2 separate regions of the Mus musculus genome follow, and region 2 is linked to region 1. Evidence: chromatin contacts called from public Micro-C data. All regions are on one chromosome and are shown on one strand. The core of a region is the stretch at or near the end of the contact, and the rest is flanking DNA. Distances in the headings are between cores, read along the strand shown. Region 1 overlaps Eif3e (eukaryotic translation initiation factor 3, subunit E). Region 2 has its middle 27 kb from the start of Gm41316.

Region 1 (3,831 bases), core at 1,079-3,578:
GAAAAAGCTGAGAGAATGTGAATCAGTAAGTATGAATTTTTACTAAGCAATTTATATTCTTAAATTTCAAGATGTAGTAAAGTATTGAAGTAATTGAATAAGAAAAAATAAACTAAATGGTATATTATTGACAGAATGAAGACACCTAGTTGGTATTGTCTCCTTTAGGTTACAGAAATTAAAACATCAGCTATCTGAATTCATCTGATTCTCCTTAATTCTGTTTCTCTAATCTGGTTCATATGTACATGCATACCACAAATGTGGTCCCCTTATTTATAGATGGAATTACTTGTAGAAAAGATTAAATTTAACATTTCATATAAACTAAGCAATTTATTACAGTTATGTTTTTATACCTAAATTTTCCTATTTAGTTAAAAATAAAGTTCTTTCAGAGCAAGTCTGGAATTCGATATGTAAACCAAGCAGTCAGTGGATTTATGGAGATACATGCGCCTGCTCTGTCTCCCAAGGGCTGGTGTGAGAGGCCTGTACCATCACGCTCTGATGCTGGTTTTTGGTTTTGTTTAATTTTTAAAGAAGTTTCCTGTTTTTTAGTGGATGTAGGCACACATGTGGAAGTCAGGACAACTGTGCGGAATCTTTGTTGTTGTTTTCCTGTTACATGGCTTCCAGAGGTTTAATTCTGTGTTAGGCTTGCATGCTGTGTGCTTTATCCACTGAGCCATCTCCAGCCATGCCACAACTATTTGTTTATTTATTTGCTCATATTCCCAACATATTAGGGGTTAGGCGAGGGTGTGTACACAGTTTGCTGTTTATCTTAAGGTGATCCTAGGCTCACGATCACTATACCTTAGGTTTCTGAGTGGAGAGACTGAAAGTGCAATCCCATCCTCAGATAGTTTTGTCTTTTAAAATCAAGTTACAGGAACAGAATTCCCAGTTTAGCTAAGAGCTTGTTTCTCTAAAAGAAAAAAATGTAAATTGTTTTTTAATTAGTCAAAATAGGAAACTAAAATCTTCCTTGATAGTTTGTGTCATTATAACCATATGAACATTACACATTACATATACATTCCTTTTAAAATAATCTCTTAATTATTACTGTCTTTGACATAGGAGCTGTTCATTGCAATGTTTCCTAACCCTGTCTTGTTATAGAAAGTTCATTCCCTTAGTTCATTCTTTATTTTTAAGTTAGCTAGAGCATGTTGTACCAAAAAAAATGTATCATGGAAGTTACTCTGTTAACCTCAATCATCAATAAAACAAGGAGACATTGGTAATTCCTGGAGTTTTTATTTTTTTCCTGTTATTCTTTATTTGTTTTAATTATTTCGGATTTGGACGTGAGCAACATTCTAAAGAGTACTATGTTGTAGGATTTTTTTAAGATAGTGAGTAAAGCAATGAAGTAGACAAAGTGAGTCAAGTGTTTAAGAACAGTTGTCATTTGATTGATTTTTGAATATATGCTGTGTATCTAGGTGCTCGTGAATGACTTCTTCCTGGTAGCGTGTCTGGAGGACTTCATTGAGAATGCCCGTCTCTTCATATTTGAGACGTTTTGTCGTATCCACCAGTGTATCAGCATTAAGTAAGAGCACACAGATTGCATGTATATTTTCTACCTTTAGTCTCTACAGATTGCCATTTATTATAATGTTACATGTAATGAAATTTCAGTTAATTCTATTTATTTCTCTTTTGAAAGAAAATAATTTGCTAATAATTTATGAAATTTTTAACATGTTTGAATTTTTAGAAATGTTTAGTCCTTATTTGGCAGAATATAGTTTTCTGGAAATGACAAGTTGAAGCCTTTTTCAGCTTATTTTCAGTTACCTTTTTTAAGAATAAACAGTGTTGTTTCATTATGAACGGATAGGTAAAATGGTTTTCAACAGGGTCAAATGACTTAGCCCTTAGCAATTGGAAATGTTGTTGAAAGACCACTACATTTGGTAATAATTTTGTTAATTAAGTTTGTTTATTAAATTACATATTTAAATTCTTATATAGTAAGCTTCTGTGACATCCTAAAATGTTGAAACATGGAAAGCTTGTGGTGAATTTTAGTTGAAAGTTTCTCTGTTGTGTGAGAAAATAATTAGAAAAATTGTGAAATGTACGTGAGCTATTAGAAACTAATTTCATGTATTAAACTTTCAAAAATTATTAGTGTCTTTTGGCCTCAGATGAAGTCAAATATAAAACATAAAAACTTGGTACTTTTAATCTTTGCCTCTGAGGAATTGTATGCAGACCAAATTCTGTTTCTTAAGCCATTTGGTTTTGGTAGGAGATCCATCCATACTTGCCTAATTTTAGTGAATTGTTCTTGAAGTGGTTGTCCAGAGTTGGAAGTGGAGTGTGATCAGTGGGCTTTTCTTATGGGAATTAGGACTTTGTTGTAGTTTGCAGGCATTCTTTTTAAAATTGATTCTCTTCTTATTCTTTCTTGTGCAATTGATTGTGTGATTAAAAAGGACAGGCAGATCGCACATTAGATGGCAGTACCTGGTCTTGATTGTTCTTTGTTTTTAAAATTTGTGTTTGAGGCTTTTCTGTGAGAAAGGAGTGTTGAGTATTTGGTTTTCTCCATTTCCTCGTAGGCTATGGTCGCCTGTGTGTTTGGGGTTGACCAGAACTTTTTTAGTTCTCCTTGTTTTTGAAAGCAAATTTAATCTTTGTAAGTGCTAATCTTTGTAAGTAAATAAATGTATTCTGAACAGGTCAGGTCACATGGCTTCTTTTCATTTTACTTCTAAGGTACCTGGGTTAGGAGTTGGTGCTAATTCCAGCTCTTTATCTTTATTAATGGGTACTTGAGTTCATTATTATGTTTCTTAAGTTTTGAGTTTACTGTGTTTGTCAGTAAAATGGACTAAGTATTTATCATGTCTACTCTTGTAAAATGTGTAGTTGGTAAAGGTAATAGACTAGGAATACCTCAGTGAATGTTGATGTTATATCTATGTTTGGTTGGCTTGCTTTTTGTTACTATCCAGGATCCAGACCAGGCCTTCTCATAATTAGCGGTGGGCAAGCACCTAACCACTGACCTATGTACAAAGCTCTTTCCTGTTTACTGTATATATGTTTCCTTTTTCTTGGATCTCTTCCGTTTTTTGCTAGGCTGTCTCTAAAGCGTCTTAAACTAAATTTCTAGAGGGGTTCCAAAGCCCTGGGTTCTCCTACTTAGTTCTTGAATTGTACTTACTTAAAGTTGATCAGACTTTTCTTTGCCTGCCTTAGAAAAATTAAAAACACTTTTTTTCTTTTAAGGACTACATAGATAATTTTCCTTTTCAAAATAGTAAATGAGATCAAGCACATTGAGGTTGTTGTGGAGCTGTGTTTTCAGATGTAAGTTTTGAGCTTCAAGGACTCTTAGAAAAAACTTCTAATCCAATACTGTGCATCTATAGAAAATTTTAAGTCTTGTCAGTTGAATAAGCCTAGGAAAACGTAGAGCTTTCTGTGGTTCTGATGGACATGCTTTGTATCTTCATTGTTTTACCTGGGTCACTAGTAACAATACATGCATTTCAGGGTCTAGAACCACAGCTTTCAAATGTTGAGTGTGCATGTGTGTGCTGGCCTGCATGTGAACAGTTTGGAGAATATCACATGCAGTCTTACTTATAGATGAAATTTTGTATGCATGCAAATTGGGCCTTTTTCAGGCTGTTCATATACATTTTTGATGACACTCGAGACTTGTAGAAATATGACTCTGTGTACTCTCCTGTTACTTAGCTGGAAACTTAAAGGTTTGATGTAATCATGGATTACCAGACTTAGGCTGATAGTCCTCTCATACATTGTAGTGTTCCGCACTAGGAAGTGTTTTGTTGGGAA
Region 2 (3,402 bases), core at 826-3,325, 270 kb before region 1:
AAGCTTTGTTATTTCAAACCAATAATTACTAAATTATGAATTTTAACTAATCAACTAAAATTGATATTTTTAACATATCAACTATAGATATAATGCTATTAATGCTACAAAATATGCTGTAGAATAGTCAATATTTCCTTGTGGGAAGCTAAAGAATATGATCAAGAATGTGAAGTCTATAGCTTCCTACCTCAAAATGAAAACAAATATTTTGTTGAACACCTTTTACTGATTTCTTTAACCTTTAAAACAGTTTTCTTTCTAATCTTTATAATAATGTTTTTTTGTGTGTGCAGGAATTGGAGTCATATGGAATATACATCATTAATTACTCTATTTCAAAATTATTCTACATGTTCACAAAACATATTTTTGGACAACCAGGTGGCTTGTTAGACACACTAACTGAGCTCCTGACACTGGAGGGTGTGTTTGCTACCCACAATCTTGATTATTACTGGTGATCAATCGTTTGTTTGTTACCATGTAGAAGGTACTATTTGGAGTTCTTTTTAAGTTCTTTTTAGAAAGATGTGTGTGTGTGTGTGTGTACATACACGCATAATATATATGTATCTTCAACATTTTCTCACTACCCTGATTCCCCTCATTAATATTTTAATTACAAAAATGATAGGCATCTGTATTCCAGTAGTTTGTTTTAAGTCACTGAGGGGTTACCAAACAATGGGGCTGTATTTTCTCTGGTCCTCTCTGACCTACGAAGAATGACAGTTAGGCCAGGAAACTGAAATTAGATCCAAAACCAGTTGTCATTTGAGCTGAACATTTGAAAGCAGTGGTTCCTTCTTAGCACTCTGGAGACCTTCACTTTGACTGCCAATTGCTGTGGACAGCCAAAGCTACAAGGGGTCTCAGAAGATGTGGCACACTCACCCTTCCATGTAATTCATAACCCATTTGCCTAAGAGGTACTCGAAAATAAATTCAAGTCACAAAGGACACTCAATACTTTATCCCACATTTGATGGGCAGTTCTTAAAATTTCTAATTCATTCTGTTATATAATTTTTTTACTGTTACTGTATAAGCTTCCCTAATAGTGACTTCCTTGCTAAAGGAAGTTCACCAAAGTTACACAGTAACTTGATAGAAGTAGAGAATTTTCTCACATATCTAAACATCTTAAAAATGAATTTTGTAAACTGGAGAGATGTTTCTGCAGTTAAGAATACTGTTCGTTCTTTGAGAGGACCAGAGTTTGATACACAGCACCCAAATGGCTCATAACCATCAGTATCTCCAGCTCCAGACAATCTGATGCCTTCTTCAGGCTTCGATATGTAGTGCACAGACAATAAGGCAGGTGAAACATCCATATACATAAGATTTTTAAAATGAATTTTAAATTCTTACAGTTTTTATATTCTTGTGAACAATAGAGATGCAAATATCATACTGGAATTCACTCATTTTTTAATGAAGGTTACTTCTAATTTAGTTTTTGAGAGATATCCAAATTTACTATAAGCTGTACAAGAACAATGGCTAAGGAACTCTGTATTCTTGCTTTCTGCTGTGCTATTTTGTGTGGAGCAGCAGTATTGCATACTATAATACAAAGCATGTATCTTCCCTACATTATGGTGATGATAATATTTTGTTGCAAAAAACCCCTGCAATTATGAATGTATATGGATGTGTACCTATAGACCTACAGGAAAATATTTACATATGAATATCAATAGGCTACTTTATAAATGTCTAATGTTTCTCATGATATTGAGGGCACTTAACATAAATAGAAATAATTAACCTTAACTTCTGAGAAATTAAAGTGATAGTTACTTAAAAGTGATAAACTATTCTTAAATTAAAAAGAAAAAAAATACTCCAAAATATAAAATACATGGGGTAAAAGGTTTGTGGTAAAAAGAAGTTTGAGTTAAAAATAAAAGAAAAAAGATGCAAAGCGAAAAGAGAAAAATATAATACAATAAACACTAACATAAAAAAAGGTTAAGCAGCAAAGAATGAAACATACAGATCTCCACAGCAACAAGTCTCCATTGTCCACCAACTTAGTATAACAATGGGTTTCCAATTTCAGTGGCTCTCAGGATTACCTTTCAAAAACACAAAATGCTAGAATTAGTAGGGCGTAGCTCACTTGATAAAGCATTTGCCTAAGTGTGGGTTCAAGGTCAAGGCCCTGGATTTGATCCCACCCAATTCCTCCAAATAAAAGCACATGCTGTTTTGTTAACTATCTGTAACTGTTCCAGAGTACTTTTAAAAGTTGCTCCAACACATTGTTTCAAACAGTACTTTCGAAAATCAAATGTCCATCCAGCTATGGGTCTGTTTCTTGGTTATCCTTTCCTGCCTGCCGATCCGATCTTCATACTGACCACTCCAAGAGTCCTGCTCACTGCAGCCTTCTATCTTAGTACCTAGCAGCACCATCCCTCAATTTTCTTGTCTTCAAGTGCTAATGCCCCTCTCTGGCGATGCCTTTTCACACACTGCAGAATCATCTTTTGACCTACAATAAATGGAGAATCCTGACAGAAATTACGTTAATTCTATAGAACCACTTTGAGAAAACAACTGTTAAAATGTTAAAGCCTTTAATCCCGAAAAAATGATTTTTTATATACATTTTATTAGCATGAGTCATATTCATCAAAAAATTTCTCTTTTGCTTAGCAAAAAACAAACAAAAACCCAAAACCTTACTGACCTTACTGAATTAATGTATGAATCCGGTATATTTTGGACGCTACCTTAAACTTTTTCTGTGGACAATCTTTTTAGTGGGAAGGAGATGTAATTCTTTCTTCCTTTTCAGTTTACAAGCCTTTTATTTCCTTTTTCTATGCAATTATGTGGCATAAATGAAGAAAATTTGTCTTTGCTCAGTATCTTACTGAGAATGTATGTAGTTTTTCTGCCGTTAAGTTGCTGTTGATTCTGCTCATCAAGTAAGGAAAGTTTTCTTTTGTTTCTGAGGCTTTATTCTGAATCATAAATGGAAACTGAAGTTTGCCAAATGCTTTTTCTACATAGATCTAGAGTTTTTCTATTATGATAAAATATATTTATTTTCAAATATTTAGCCTCACATTTCTGACACAGCTTCTACTCATGTCCTGTATCTGTCACAGAAAGGAAATTCTGTCATTGTCTAAACAAAACAGCTCACTGTAAATAAAGAAGAAATAGAAATTATCTGTGTACTTATATTAAAATTTATAAATTACTACTATTAGCAACAAACTTAGGCAGGAAGTTATTTTAAAAATACCTTTGAACAATCAAAGGAAACCGCAGGGAGCAGCCACAGGAAGAACTAACTTTCTTACTACACAAATACAACTTCAGAGATACATTCATATCTAGCAAGGGAGAAAAGGTGCAGGCACGAGGTTATTTATGTTT

Evidence for each region. Hi-C and Micro-C count contacts between places; a contact is called where the count stands out from the background.
Region 2: a Micro-C map of embryonic stem cells shows a contact between it and region 1, with 4 times the contacts expected there. The contact joins two enhancer-like sites. A contact is called at or near these places in 1 of 15 datasets of contacts at CTCF or cohesin (pro-B cells), 34 of 484 Hi-C or Micro-C datasets (the 3T3-L1 cell line, 3T3-L1-derived adipocytes, the AML12 cell line and 17 more), 5 of 115 datasets of contacts at active chromatin or transcription factors (bone marrow-derived dendritic cells, embryonic stem cells and fibro-adipogenic progenitors) and 1 of 9 other capture datasets (adipose tissue).

The regions. Positions count from the first base shown.
Region 1 is chr15:43,258,793-43,262,623 of GRCm38.p6, reverse strand. Eif3e (eukaryotic translation initiation factor 3, subunit E) reads left to right here. Exons shown (of 13, transcript NM_008388.2): 9 at 1-25; 10 at 1,455-1,564. Among named protein-coding and RNA genes, the nearest start is that of Eif3e, 22 kb to the left of the region's middle. Within about 2 kb of position 2,328, at least 1 of the 459 cell types and tissues checked has an H3K27ac peak or open chromatin away from gene starts, as enhancers often do. A contact at or near this core is called in embryonic stem cells, where this site is marked.
Region 2 is chr15:43,528,729-43,532,130 of GRCm38.p6, reverse strand. No RefSeq gene overlaps it. Among named protein-coding and RNA genes, the nearest start is that of Gm41316, 27 kb to the right of the region's middle. Within about 2 kb of position 2,075, at least 7 of the 459 cell types and tissues checked have an H3K27ac peak or open chromatin away from gene starts, as enhancers often do. A contact at or near this core is called in embryonic stem cells, where this site is marked.